2 separate regions of the Mus musculus genome follow, and region 1 is linked to region 2. The links are chromatin contacts, called in public Hi-C maps. All regions are on one chromosome and are shown on one strand. Each heading gives the region's core, a stretch centred on a gene start, on an enhancer-like site or on the middle of the called end of the contact. The rest is flanking DNA. Distances are from core to core; before and after follow the strand shown.

Region 1 (6,843 bases), core at 16-2,515, 210 kb after region 2:
CTGTCTGTTCACAGTACCCCCACCTCTGCACAGGACCAGGACACAACCTCTGGTGAAAGCATCTAATCTTAGAGAGACTTAAGCAGAGCTGGGTAGGCGACAGACTTCAGCTGTGGAGCAATATCAAGGAAGGCCTCTGTGGACCACAGGGAGGCCTCAGAAGCCACTGCAGTGGTCTTAAAGTGTTGCTCCAAATGTGGGAACAAATGTATGGGTCTTTCTTCTCCTGCATGGATCATGCATGAATGAGAGCTGCCAAGAAAAGAGCGTGGCTGTAATGAGACACTCTGTACAGCTCAGCCTATTATTGCAGGGCCTTGAGCTGACGGCTGCCTGAGCATTCTATGTGGGGAGTGTCCTGAGTGGGGAGGTTAGAATGCTGGAGAAATCTGAATCGTCATGAGCATGAGCATCAGCAAGGACCCAGGTCCTGTCTGGTGTCATCACTCTGTCATTATATGGGAGATAGAGGAATCCAGAACTGATCCAACAAGTTTCCCACCTGGGCGGATGTCAGCTCTAACAAGTCGGGTTCAAGGGAAGTGATGAAAGCTCTCATCTCACTGTGGTCATGGGTGAACTGAGCTTGTGGCTGCCAAATGTAGCTACAGATGGGGACTTCTGTAAACCTCAGATCCTTCCAATGGCAGGGGTTCCTAATGCCCAGAATAGCTCTGCTTAAGTGCTGTTTTGTCCAAAATATCCTTCTTAGACATAAAAGTCGTATCAGACTGTGATGTTCCATGTAAGGATATAATTTACTGACCAAAGAATAGAAGATTACTAAAATAAAGTATGGACCCGTAAGGCAGAGAACAGACAGCGTGGACATTGCTATAGTTACATGTCTGTAAGTTTGAGATTGTCACCCGCTTAATTGTTCATAGACAGGCACTAAGACGGGTACTCTTCATTCTTTTTCCTTTATTCTACACTAAACTGAAAGAATAGAGCTAAAGAAATATGTACCAGGTGGGCCATGCATTGTGCTTGTGTGCGTGTATATGTGTGTGTGTGTGTTCGTGCATGTATGTGTATGCATGTGTGTGTGTGCACATGTGTGCATGTGTGTGTGCATGTGTATGTGCATGTGTGTGTGTGTGTGTTTGCATGTATGTGCATGTGTGTGTGTTTGCATGTATGTGCATGTGTGTGTGCCTGTGTTTCTTTTTCCACCTGGGCGCCCACCCCAAGCTACAGCTTCCTGTTAGAGCTTTTCTTCTCTATCTCCAAGCCCAATCACAAGTTCAACACTTGTGAGGAGGAGAACAAAGAAAAGTAAGCCCTGCCTGAAGAGGAACTGAAAGCCATGCTGACTTTGGGTTACTTCAGTGGGTAAGTGAACGACACATGCATTTTTAGATTAAATGGGTGCTTTGTGTGCAACATAATATTGATTTTGTTTCCACAGACAGATGGGCTAAGAAATGGTATGCAACCTATTAGGGTGGTGTGTGTGTGTGTATGTGTGTGTGTGTGTGTGTGTGTGTGTGTGTGTGTGCGAGAGAGAGAGAGAGAGAGAGAGAGAGAGAGAGAGAGAGAGAGTGAGAGAGAGAGAGAAACAGAGACAGAGAGAAACAGAGACAGACAGAGATAGTCAGAGACAGAGAGAGACAGAGAGACAGAGAGACAGAGAGACAGAGACAGCCTGGGAAGAATATGCAGCTGACAGGGATGGAGAGACAGTTCAGTTAAGAGCATTTGTTGTTCTTGCAGAGGACCTGGGTTTTTGGTCCTTATCACCCATGTGGTAGCTTGCAGTCATCTGGAACTCTACCTCCAAGGGCTCTGAACTCCTCTCTGGTTTCTGCAGGTACCAGACATGCATATAGCACCGGCATATGCATGCACACAAGAATAAATCCTTAATAATATGAGGGTGAAGCAAGTTGATAACTAACGATTTGGGGTTTTTAATTTTTCTCCATCTTGAACTAGTGTCCCTTGCTTCTGTGTGTCATAGAGCCCTCATCCCATTCTTTGGGAGAACGCTTAGATCTCTCCCTGCACCTGTGACTGCCTGAAGCATCACACACAGGCTGCCCACTCTGCCACCCCACCTTGGTCCTGGCATTACAGCAATGACACAGCCACCGTGATTCTCAGGAGAAAGATGTTAGTGTCCTTCCATCCATTCCATCCACATCCCCATGAACTCAGCAGAAGACAAAGTGAAATCACAAGGTCACAGGTAGAAAGGCTGAGGGGGAAGCTCACAGGAATGGACACGTGTCTTCCTCAGAACTGGGGTCTGGGCATTGTCTTCAGTATCATGGTAAGGGTAGATCACCAGTGACTTCGAGATGGATGCAACCAACCCTGAACACAGCTGGGAATGAAGGTCTCTCTCTATTTTCTGTCTTCACCTGTCTCTTCCTTATAACTATCTTTAGCAAGTCCTGCATATCTTACACTTGGGCCAGGGCATTTTCTAGAATGTTCCATTCATTAGAAACATGCTGATAGTAACTCAGTTGTGATACAATTCATTCACTTGACGTTAATAAGCAACCCAGGTCAAAAGTGGAAGGTGGTGGTTAATTGCTTGCTTAGCATGTTTGAGGTCCCAAGGTTGGCCCCTAGCACTGCAGAAATAGAGAGATCCTGAGAGAGATTTTAAAGAACTGTTGTCAGTGAGGAAGAAAAAAGCTCTTCTCTTTCACGTTGTGTGTAAGGGGGGTTTCTCTACACAAAAGTCTTAAGAAGCTATATACCCATAGGTTCAGAAATTCCCTTTCTAGCGCTTTATCTACTTGACATAACTAGAGTTATGTGAAACTGTGTGCACTGGGTGTTCACAGCAGTTTAATTTATGATTGTTCTGGGCTAATTTTCCATATTTAAGAAAATACTGGAGACATTTAACTTTAAAAGGAGAAAAGTTTATTTTGGCTTACAGAGTCAGAGTTTCCACACCTCAAAAAATTGCCTCTGCTGCTTTGGGGCCTGTGGTACAGCAGCTCATGAGTGTGTGTGTGTGTGTGTGTGTGTGTGTGTGTGTGTGCATGTGTGCATGTCTGTATGTATATGTTTGTGTGTGCATGTGGATGTACATGTGTGTGCATATGTGTGTACATGTGTGTATGCTTGTGTATATCTATCTATCTATCTATCTATCTATCTATCTATCTATCTATCTATATGTATATGTGTATGAAGACCCATACATGTCTATGTGCATGTGTGTGTGCATGTATGTGTGTGTATGCATTTGCATATGTGTGTGTGCATGTATATGTATGTGTGTGTCTTTATACAAAGCTGGTCCCCTTAAGGGAGCACAAAGAAGGATAGGAAGGCACAAATGTCCCAATATTCCCTTCAAGGCATGCCCGCCAATAAACTAATTTTCTCTTACCATTGGCCTCACCTTCTAAAAGTTTCATCACCTTCCAATGATCCCACAGGCTGGGAACAAGCATTTAACACCTGGGCCTTTTGGCAATATCAGAGCCATAAGAAGCCAGAAACTAAAACCAATGTGAATATTCATAATGGTAAAGTTTAACAGCATTCTATAGAGGGAAGAGACAGAAATCAAGATGTGTCAGCTTACCAAAAACAGAGGAGAGCTGGTGATATAAAGATTAGCACATCCCATGGGCCAGGGAGTAGAAGTGACTTTAGATAGCTATGTCCTGGTACTATTTACACCGTACACACCTAGCTGACAAACAGTTTAACATTGTTCTCTGATCTATTCAAGTGTCCCTTTAAGTCATTCTAGAGCACCAGACTTCTCAGAAAGTTCCAGAAACACAGTCAACAGAGAGCTAGGCCCTGACTTTGCCCTAGCCCACTCTTCTTCTCATCTCGTATTGTGCCCATATTCAAGAGATTTTATTTACATATTGTAGGTAAGTGGCTTCACCAGCCAATGTATCCGCTGTACCCCGAATCCCACCTGTACCTTCTCTGGACCTAAGGCTTCATAGTGCATAGACCAGCAATGTGTAATATCCTTGAAAGGGCAGGTCCAGAGAAGTTTTCAACAGTCTCCAAAACCTTATTGGCCATTTGGAAATTCAAGGAACTTGGTTTCACTATGACTAAGAAGGGGAGACAAGGACTTCCCACAGACACATCGTTTATCACATGGCTTGGATGATGTAGTGCTTCAAATGAGAATACACCCATAAACTCACATGTTTGTATGCTTCATCCCCAGTCATCGCAGTGTTTGGTCATGGTGTCTCTTCACAGCAATAGAACAGTAACTAAGAGGTAAACTATGACTCCTAAAGCAGTGGACTAAAGCAAGAGCCCCCTGTTGCTGGAATCCAAGGTCAGTGTGCAGGTGAACACAGGAGGGACCTACCTGCCTTCATTTCCTATGTCTGCCAAAAGCAAGGACCATAAGCTAAGCGGCTTGAGAGAATAAAAATGGACTCTCTTGCAGCTCTGGAGCACAAGATCCAAAGTCAAGCTGTCTGCAGGGCTGTCTCCTTCTGGAGGGTTAAAGGGTGAATCCTTGTTACTTTCATTTTCTAGAGGCCAAACTGTCTCTTGTGTCACATGACCTTTCCTGGGTCTGGTGCTCTATTCTCATAAGAACACTAGGCATCATATTTAAGGCTCATCTTCAATCCAGAGTAATTTTACCTTAGATGATTTCATTGATCACCTTGGTAAACATTTTATTTTAGAGTAAAGTTAAACATTCTGCAGTTCCGAGTGGACATGGATTTGGATGGACAGCAGCCAAGCCAACGCAGGAATGAAACTACTTGCTTTTCTTTTCACATCTGGGCAGTTGAATGCAGGGCTTTGTGCTTGTCAAGCTTGCCAGGCATGTTCTCCATGACTGAGCTGCAGTCTCAGCTCACACTGAAACCAGATCACATAAAATCCCAGAGAACTAAAAAGCTTCTCTCCTCCTCTCCTGGACCTCCTCGTCTGTATCTTAGTTGGCCATTTGTGTCTGTTTCTTCTCCACTGGAAAACATGGCTCTGTCACAGCTCCCCCAAATTGTTGAGATTGTTTATAATCTCAACAGAAACAGTGAGTCTTCCGGGATCATTGCCTATCTCCTCTTCTAGGAGGGAGATTCTTCATAGCTCCTGAGTTTGGGACATGGGTAAGCTCCAGTCAGTTATAGCTTGACTGAAGCATAAAGCCACAGCAATGCCACAACGTTGGAATAAAAGCAGAGACATCACCAACTGATTTTATTGATTAAGAATCTTAGAAGCATCCCAGCATCTTGCCAGCTTCATTCCCTAGTTAGCTATAAGGAAACAGAACCCTAGGGTCATTCAAAAGGCAGGACGTGCTTCCTTCCATGTGGCTACTCAGACCCCAGCATTTACTATTCCCATTCAAGAATTAACCATAGCCAGGCACAGTGGTCCATGGCAGGCATCTCAATACTCAGAGGGGCTGAGGCAGGGAGATCATGAACTCAAGCCCAGCTTGGAGCTACATACAGACTCTGCCTTAAAATAAAATAATAAAATTATCCTGCATCAAGTACAGATCTGTTAAACAACACTATGCCAGTCCACACTGATACAATTTAAAAAAAAATTATGGGAAGAAAGGAAGTTAGAAGGCAAATAATAAATGTAGAGGGAAGGATACAGCTAGGAAATTCAATTGATGAACATCAGGATTGTGATTAATGGAGGTGAGAATAGTTGATAGGTGCTAAAGTCTCACGGGATACTTAGCTTGCTGAAAATGTCCTTGCTTTGAAGCAGTTCTTAGGGACAGAATGGGATATTTGTAGTAGGAAAACCTGGTCAAGTGGTCCTGGTCAAGCGGTCCAAGTTACCATCACTGCTTTCTTCAGCGCCATGCCCTGTGCCCCTCCAGAAGGATGCACTGTGTGAGTGGAGAGCATTGCTCTCAGGCATTCCTTCCTAAAGAGCATCATTCAGTACACACCACAGGAAACAGTGGACAGGTCCAAGCAGAGGGTGTGTTTACAAAACTACTAAGTATACAAAGGGCAGTGACACTCCAGGACAATTCCAGTTGAAAGGAACATATAAGCAAAAGAATCCATGTAGGTGCAAGATATTGAACTGATCCTCAACTACCAAAAAAAAATTCTTTTTAAAAATTTTTCTATGAAAGATCATTAGAACCATCAATGAATGTTAAACAATGTCTTTAAACTAAATAGTATTACCTGAAGGATTTAGCAATAAAAAGACATACTGCTTGCAACTAAATCTGTAATAGTTCAGCCGGATAGAGTGGTTCACATCTGTAATCCAGACCCGTGGGAGGTTAAGGCAGATGGATTGCTGTGAGTTCAAAACCACATTCACTACATAGAGAGCTCCAGGACAACCCGGACCACAGAGGGAGACCCTGTGTGAAAAACATATATTAGATCTAATTTGAAATGATATGTATAATCAGAGAAAATAAGAAGATGCATTGGTAGAATATTAACAGATGGGGATTCTGGGTGAGGTCATTATGGGAATTTTCATTCTAGTTCAACTTTTCCCTGGGTCTGCGATTATTTAAAAATGAAAAAAAAATGTCATTCATAATCCTTGGGCAGAAATGATTGTGGTGGTTTTTGTGATAGTCAGTTAACGGGCAGGCATGTTCCAGCAAAGTGTCTGCTTTGGCTTCATCTCAGAGGTGACTCAGATCATTTCGCATCCCACAGCTTTTCTTCCAGCACTTGGCCATCTCTCAGTGCTGGCCTCATCCCAGGCTAGGATGGACTGTGGGGCTTTCCAGCTGTGTCTGTGTGAATAGACACCTAGGAGAGAGCCCAGGCACAGTTTCATGGGGTTGGTATGCGAGAGGCTCAGGAAAGCCAGGCGACTTCTAAGCATCCTGGTGACCAGGGACTGCCTTGTGCTGGCAGATGGAGAACA
Region 2 (6,507 bases), core at 3,791-6,290:
GTTTTTATGTTCTGTTGTGCAACTTGAAGTGGGGAATGGCGGGACCTCCGGCAGTTCTTTCCTTGTTCAGGATTGTTAATAGCTATCCTAATTTTTTGTTTTTCCACATGAAGTTGAGAATTGTCACTTTGAAATCTGTAATAAATGGCATTGGACTTTTTATGGGAATTGCATTGAACTTGCAGACTGCTTTCGATAAGATGGCCATGCTTACCACGTTAACTCTACTGATCCATGAGCATGGGGGTGGGGGTGGGGGCTTCCATCTTCTGAGAGCTTCTTCAATTTCTTTCTTCAAAGACTGATTTTTGTTAAATCATGCAATATTTCACTTGCTTGGTTAAAACAAGATATTTTAGATTATTAGATTATTTGAGGCTGTTGTGAAAGGTGTTGTTTCCCTGATTTCTTTCTCAGTCCGTTTGTCATTTGTATATCGGAAGACTACTGATTTTTTTTTTTTTTGAGCTAATTTTGTATCCAGCCACTTTGCTGAGAGTGTTTTTCAGCTTTGGGAGTTTCCTGGTAGACTTTTCATGGCCGCTCATGCACACACTCATCTCATAAGCAAATAAAGATACTTTGACTTCTTCCTTTCCAGTTGATCCTTTCCCTTAATCCCCTTCAGCTGTCTTAGTGTTCTAGCTAAAACTTCAAGTTCTATGATGAATACATACATACTGGAGAGAACGGAAAACCTTGTCTTGTGCATGAATTTAGTGGAATTGCTTTGAGTTTCTCTCCATCTCATTTGATATTGGTTATAGACTTGGTATAATTTGTGGTATGAATTGCCTTTATTGTGTTTAGGCATGTCCCTTCTGTCCCTGATCTCTCCAGGACTTTTGTCTTGAAGGGGTGTTGGACTTTTTGTCAAAGGATTTTTCTTCATCGAATGAAATGAAATCATGTGCTTTTTCTTTAACGTTGTTTATATGGTGTATTGCACTTCCTGACTTTTGTACATTGAACCATCCCTGCATCTCTGGGATGAAGCCAACTTGATCATGGCGGATGATGGTTTTGATGTGTTCTTGGATTCAATTTGCAAGCATTTAATTGAGTAATTTTGCACCTATGTTCATAAGGAAAATTGGTAATGTAATTCTTTTTCTTTGTTGAGTCTTTATGTGGTTTGGGTATCAGGGTAATTGTGGCATCATAAAATGATTTGCCAGTGTTTCTTCTGTTTCTATTCTGTGGAATAATTTGAGGAGTATTAGTGGAAACTTCTTTGAATGTCTGGCTGACTTTTCTGCTAAAGGCATCTGGGTCCTGGGCTCTTCCTGCTTGGAAGAATTTTTGACGATGGTTTCTCTTTCCTTAGGGTTGTCTGTCTGTGTAACTTATCTGTCTGTCTGTATAACTTGTCTGATCTTGTTTTAACTTTGGCATGCAGTACCTATTGAGAAAATCATCCATTTCTTTAATTTAGTTGAATGCAGGTTTTTAAAGTGTGTCCTTATGGTTCTCTGGATTGCCGCAGTGTCTGTTGTGATGTCCCCTTTTCATTTCTGACTTTGGTGAGTGACTTGGATATTCTCTCTCTGCCATTTAGTTAGCTTGGATAAGGGTTTGTCTAGGTTGCTCTTGCTTGCACTGATTTTTGTATTGTTCTCTTTATTTCTATTTTGTTGACGTCAGACTTTAGCTTGCCTAATCATTGCCATTTGCTCCTTTGAGGTGTGGTTACTTCTTTTTGTTCTAAAGCTTTAAGCTGTGCTATTAAATTGCTAGTATGAAATATCTCCAATTTTTTTTAAATGTAGGCACTTAGTACTGTGACCTCTTTTAGCACTGCTTTCATTGTGTCCCATACTTTTGGTTATGTTGTAGGTTCATTTTAATTGAATTATAGAAGTCTCTGATTTCTTTCTTTATTTCTGCCTTGACTTAGTGGTCATTCAGTAGAGAGTTGTTCAGCTTCCATGAGATTGTAAGTTTTCTGTTGTTTCTGTTGTTGATATCCAGCTTTAATGTATGGGGATCTGATAGGGTGAAGGGAGTTATTTCAATTGTCTTTGTATCTCAGTATGTGATTAATTTTGGAGGACATTCCATGAGGCACAGAATAGAGAGTATATTCTTTTGTGTTAGGGTGACATGTTCTGTAAATATCTGTTAGGTCCATTTGGTTGTTAGTATTTTTTTTTCCTTGTCTCAGGTTTATTTATAAAAACAGCATAGGACATTGCTCATCTGCAAATAGTACATAGGCAGGTGTGTCACAGAAGTCCGTCTGTCTTCACACTGGCAGGAGCCTTTCCTACGGGGCCTTCACAGGGGCCTGAGCACCTTTGGGGACCTGAGCAGGAGCTGAAGCCTTAGCTGGAGCTTTGGCCAATGCCTTGGTTTGAACCTTGGGCTTTGGTTGGCAGCGCCTACAACCCTTGACCATGGAGCTTCAAATCTGCTTCTCAAGCTTGAGGTGAGCAGATGAAAACAAGATGGCTGAGTTTGCAGCTGGAGCCCTTTGGCATCTTGGGCTTGATGGCCTGAGGCTTCACCAGGGCTTTGATGGCCTCTGCACGCGCACTCACTGCCTTTGCATTGCTGGCCTGCATCTTCTCCAGGCCTTTCTTGTTGTGCTTCTTGGCAAGGCCCATCTTCCTCAGGAACTTGGGGTCAACCCCCTTAAGAGATTCGTAGCTTTGTGACTAGCGTGTTTTGATGCCACTTCTGTGCCATTTGTGGGACTACTTGTGTGGTGTGGTTCTTGGACTTGGCCATGTCTTGCATGGTGACCCGTGGCTCCCGCAGCACCTGGGACGGGAAGAGAAACGGTCCATTTGGCTTGTAATGTCTGCTAGTATTTCTCTGTCTAGTTTTTGGGTGGATGACCTGCCTGTTGTTGAGAGTGTGGTACTGAAGTCTCCCCTATGGAGATGTGAAGGTCAGTATGTGGTTTATGCTGTAGTAGAGCTTACACACTTGGATGTCATTGTGTCTGGTCATAGATGTTAAGAACTGAAACATGGTGGATTTTTCCTTTGATGGGTATGTACTGTCCTTCCCCATCTCTTCAGATTCATTTTGGTTTTAAAGTCTATTTTGTTAGATATTAAAATGGTCACACCAGCATGCTTCTTAAGTCCATTTGCACGGAATATCTTTTTCTAAGCCTTTAGCCTGAGGTAATGTCTCCCCTTGGGGCTGAGGTGTGTTTCTTGGATGCAGAAGGGTGGACTCTGGTTTTGCATCTATTCTATTAGTTTGTCTAGTTATTGGGGGAATTGAGACCATTGCTATCGAACGATATCAATCACTGATTGTTGATTCCTGTTATTTGTTGTTGTGGCTGTGGTGGTGGTGGTGGTAATGGTGGTGGTGGTGGTGGTGTGTGTATGTGTGTGTGCATGCATATGTGTGTGTATTTCCTTTTGATTTTGCTGGTGTAGGAATTTATTTCTTGTGTTTGTGTGTGTGTAGTTAATCTCCTTAGGTTGGAATTTTCCTTCTAGCATCTTCTGTAGGGCTGGATATGTAGATAGAGATTGTTAAATTTGACTTTACCATGGAATATCTTATTTTCTTCATCTATGGTGATTGAAAATTTTGTTGGGTACAGTGGTCTGGACTGGCATTAGTGATCTTCTGGAGTCTGCAGCCCACCTGTTCAGTCCCTTCTGGCTTTTAGAGTCTCTGTTGAGAAGCCAGGTATACTTCTAATCTGTCTGCCTTTATATGTTACTTGACCTTTTCCTTTCACAGATTTTAATTTCTTTCCTTTCTCTGTACATTGAATGTTTTGATCGCTATGTGATATTATTATAATTACTGGGTGGGAATGTCTTTCCTGGTCCAGTCTATTGTGTTCTGGATGCTTCTGGGACCCTGATAGGCTCTCCTTCTTTAGGTTGGGAAATTTTTCTCTATGGTTTTGCTGAGAATATTCCCTGTTCCTCTGCCCTGGGTTTCCTCCTCTTCCTTTGTTCCTATCATTCTTAGGTTTGATCTTTTCACAGTGTTCCAGATTTCCTGGATGCTTTGTGTCAGGGTTTTTTTTTTTTTTAATTTAACATATTCTTTGACCAAAGTATCCATTTCTTCTATCTTCAATGCCTGACATTCTGTCTTCTATCTCTTATATTCTGTCGGTGAAGCTAGCCTCTGTAGTTCCTGTTAGAATCCCTAGAGAATTCCTTCAGTGATTTCTTTTTTTAATTAAAAAAAATGATTCTATTTCAACTTTCAGGTCTTGAATGGTTTTATTTATTTCCTTACACTGTTTGCTGTGTTTTCTCATATTTCTTTAAGGGATTCATTCATTTTCTCTTTAAGGACCTCCATCATATTCATGAGAATTTTTATCAGACATACATGCCCACATCTAAGTGCACACCACATGTATGCATGGAGGCCAGAAGAGGGAGTCAGATCCCCAGCAACTGGAGTTACAGACTTCTCTTGTGAGCCACTACATGGACATTGAGACTCAAAGGGAGGGAGGAAGGAAGGAAGGGAGGCAGGTAGGCAGGAAGGCAGCCCGGGGCTATAACTCGGTGGTGGAGAGCTCTTGGAGTGAGTGAGGTTCTAGATTCAGTCCCTAGCACACACAGGGAAGAGGTACCAGTATGGGCGCAGGGGTACCTGTCTGAAGTCCCAGCTACTTTACTTGGAAGGCTGAAGCAAGAGGACTGCTTGAGCCCACACATTTGAAGATAGCCCAAGACGGGCATCATCCTCTTGTCTCTAGGATAACTTCCAGCCTGCCCTTTAGCTAAGGCAGGCATTCCCAACTCCACTCCCGGAGTCCTGCCTGGGGATTCCACCACCAGCGATTCAGAGCCCTTGCTTTTCTTGGCTCAGTTTCAACTTTGGACTTGAGGTTGGACGCTAAAATTCTGGTCTAGGAGAGCAAGCAGAAGATTCGCTCTCCTTGAGCGTATTCCACGGAAATATTTCAAGTTAGTCCATAGTCAGAGTGTTTGATCACACTGTGACAAAGTGACCTGAGAAAGAGCAGGAGACCTATGAGGCATTTAGAGAAGACAGAAGGAGGGCTTGTCTGCCCCATACAGTATCAATCTATTTCTGTAAATAGAACTGGTTGCCGGGGGAAGGGAGTGGAACATAACTGTGATTGGCTGTGGGGTTTCTTTAGGGTGTGGTGTAGGTGTTCTGTAGTTAAATAATGGTGTTAATAGCAAAACTTCAAATGTACCGCCCCCTCCAAACCTCCAAACTGAATTATTTTTAAGGGTAGATTTTGCCACATATGGGTTCTGTTGTGAGCGAGCATGGGCACAGGAGACAGAAAAGCATCCTTCCACGTGCATTTCTTAACTCAGCACCAACTCCAAAAATTATGCCTTGGCTGAACTCTTTTTCTTTGGCTAGAAGTGGGCTGTATTCATTTCTAGTCTTGCTGAGCCCAAATTAGGATTGATTCCACAGCTAACCAAAAAGTGCATCAGTCAATTGGTAAATGGGTGACCCAAGAGGAGCTATTGAACACCTTGTTCTTCTCTCTCTTCGGCTATACAAAAAAGATGGCCATCATCTGTGTAGGCTACTGAAAGGTCTAGTTACTCAAAATCATTCCCAGCATGGGTTAAAGTCTGTGAAAATGGTGGTAACAATTCTCAGGGTTCATTCATTCAGCAAGGAAATAGTGTGTTGTCTTGGATCTGTGCCACTGTCTCTATAAGTACGTAACAGACAAGATCTACTTCTTTTTTTAAAAATTTATTTATTTTATGCATGTGAGGATACTGTACACTATTTTCATGCACACCAGAAGAGGGCATCAGATCCCATTACAGATGGTTGTGAGCCACCATGTGGTTGCTGGGAATTGAACTCAGGACCTCTGGAAGAACAGTCAGTGCTCTTAACCACTGAGCCATCTCTCCAGAAACCCTGGTTCCTACTTCTAAGCCATGTGCTGTAATAACAGGGCAAAACACACTGCTCGGGGCTGTTGTTGCTTTAGCCTGTAGCAGCACTTGTCACCCAGCCCGAGGACCTGAGATTGACACATGGAACCCTCAAACACATTGAAAGCACAGCCTACTGCAAGTGACCTCCTATTCGTCCTACGGCAGGAACACCTTTACACACAGACTGACAGACACACACAAAATAAAAAAATAAAAATATACAAAATAAAATTCACAAACCACGCACCACTGGGTGTAGTGATTCACACCTGTAATCCTAAAAAAAAATCCCCACATCTTCTTTGCTTCAGAAGGAGGGGCATCCTTGAGACCTCTTCCACTGTCATGACATAACAACATGGGCTAATGTGGATCCTCTGGGTCTTCCCTGGGATGTTAACAATGACCTCCAATTGGGAGGTGTCTCCATGGTTTCTTGGTTATGAACTCTCCCAAACTGTCTTGTAGGAGAATGAAGATGAAGGTCGAGGAAGATCAACAGGGTAAGTCAGCCGTTAAAGGAAAAATCGTAGACAAGAGAACTTTAACAGAGGTTAGTCAAATAGAAAGAAGAAGAAAAAAAGTTCACGAACCTGGTCCCACTCAAACTGAAAAGTGGTTTCAA

What was found. Hi-C and Micro-C count contacts between places; a contact is called where the count stands out from the background.
Region 1: a Hi-C map of centrocytes shows a contact between it and region 2, with 2.8 times the contacts expected there. The contact joins two enhancer-like sites. A contact is called at or near these places in 4 of 484 Hi-C or Micro-C datasets (B cells, centroblasts, centrocytes and 1 more).

What each region holds. Positions count from the first base shown.
Region 1 is chr13:43,960,971-43,967,813 of GRCm38.p6, forward strand. No RefSeq gene overlaps it. Among named protein-coding and RNA genes, the nearest start is that of Gm2233, 16 kb to the left of the region's middle. Within about 2 kb of position 1,266, at least 47 of the 459 cell types and tissues checked have an H3K27ac peak or open chromatin away from gene starts, as enhancers often do. A contact at or near this core is called in B cells, centroblasts and centrocytes, where this site is marked.
Region 2 is chr13:43,746,116-43,752,622 of GRCm38.p6, forward strand. No RefSeq gene overlaps it. Among named protein-coding and RNA genes, the nearest start is that of Gm20751, 33 kb to the left of the region's middle. Within about 2 kb of position 5,041, at least 16 of the 459 cell types and tissues checked have an H3K27ac peak or open chromatin away from gene starts, as enhancers often do. A contact at or near this core is called in B cells, centroblasts and centrocytes, where this site is marked.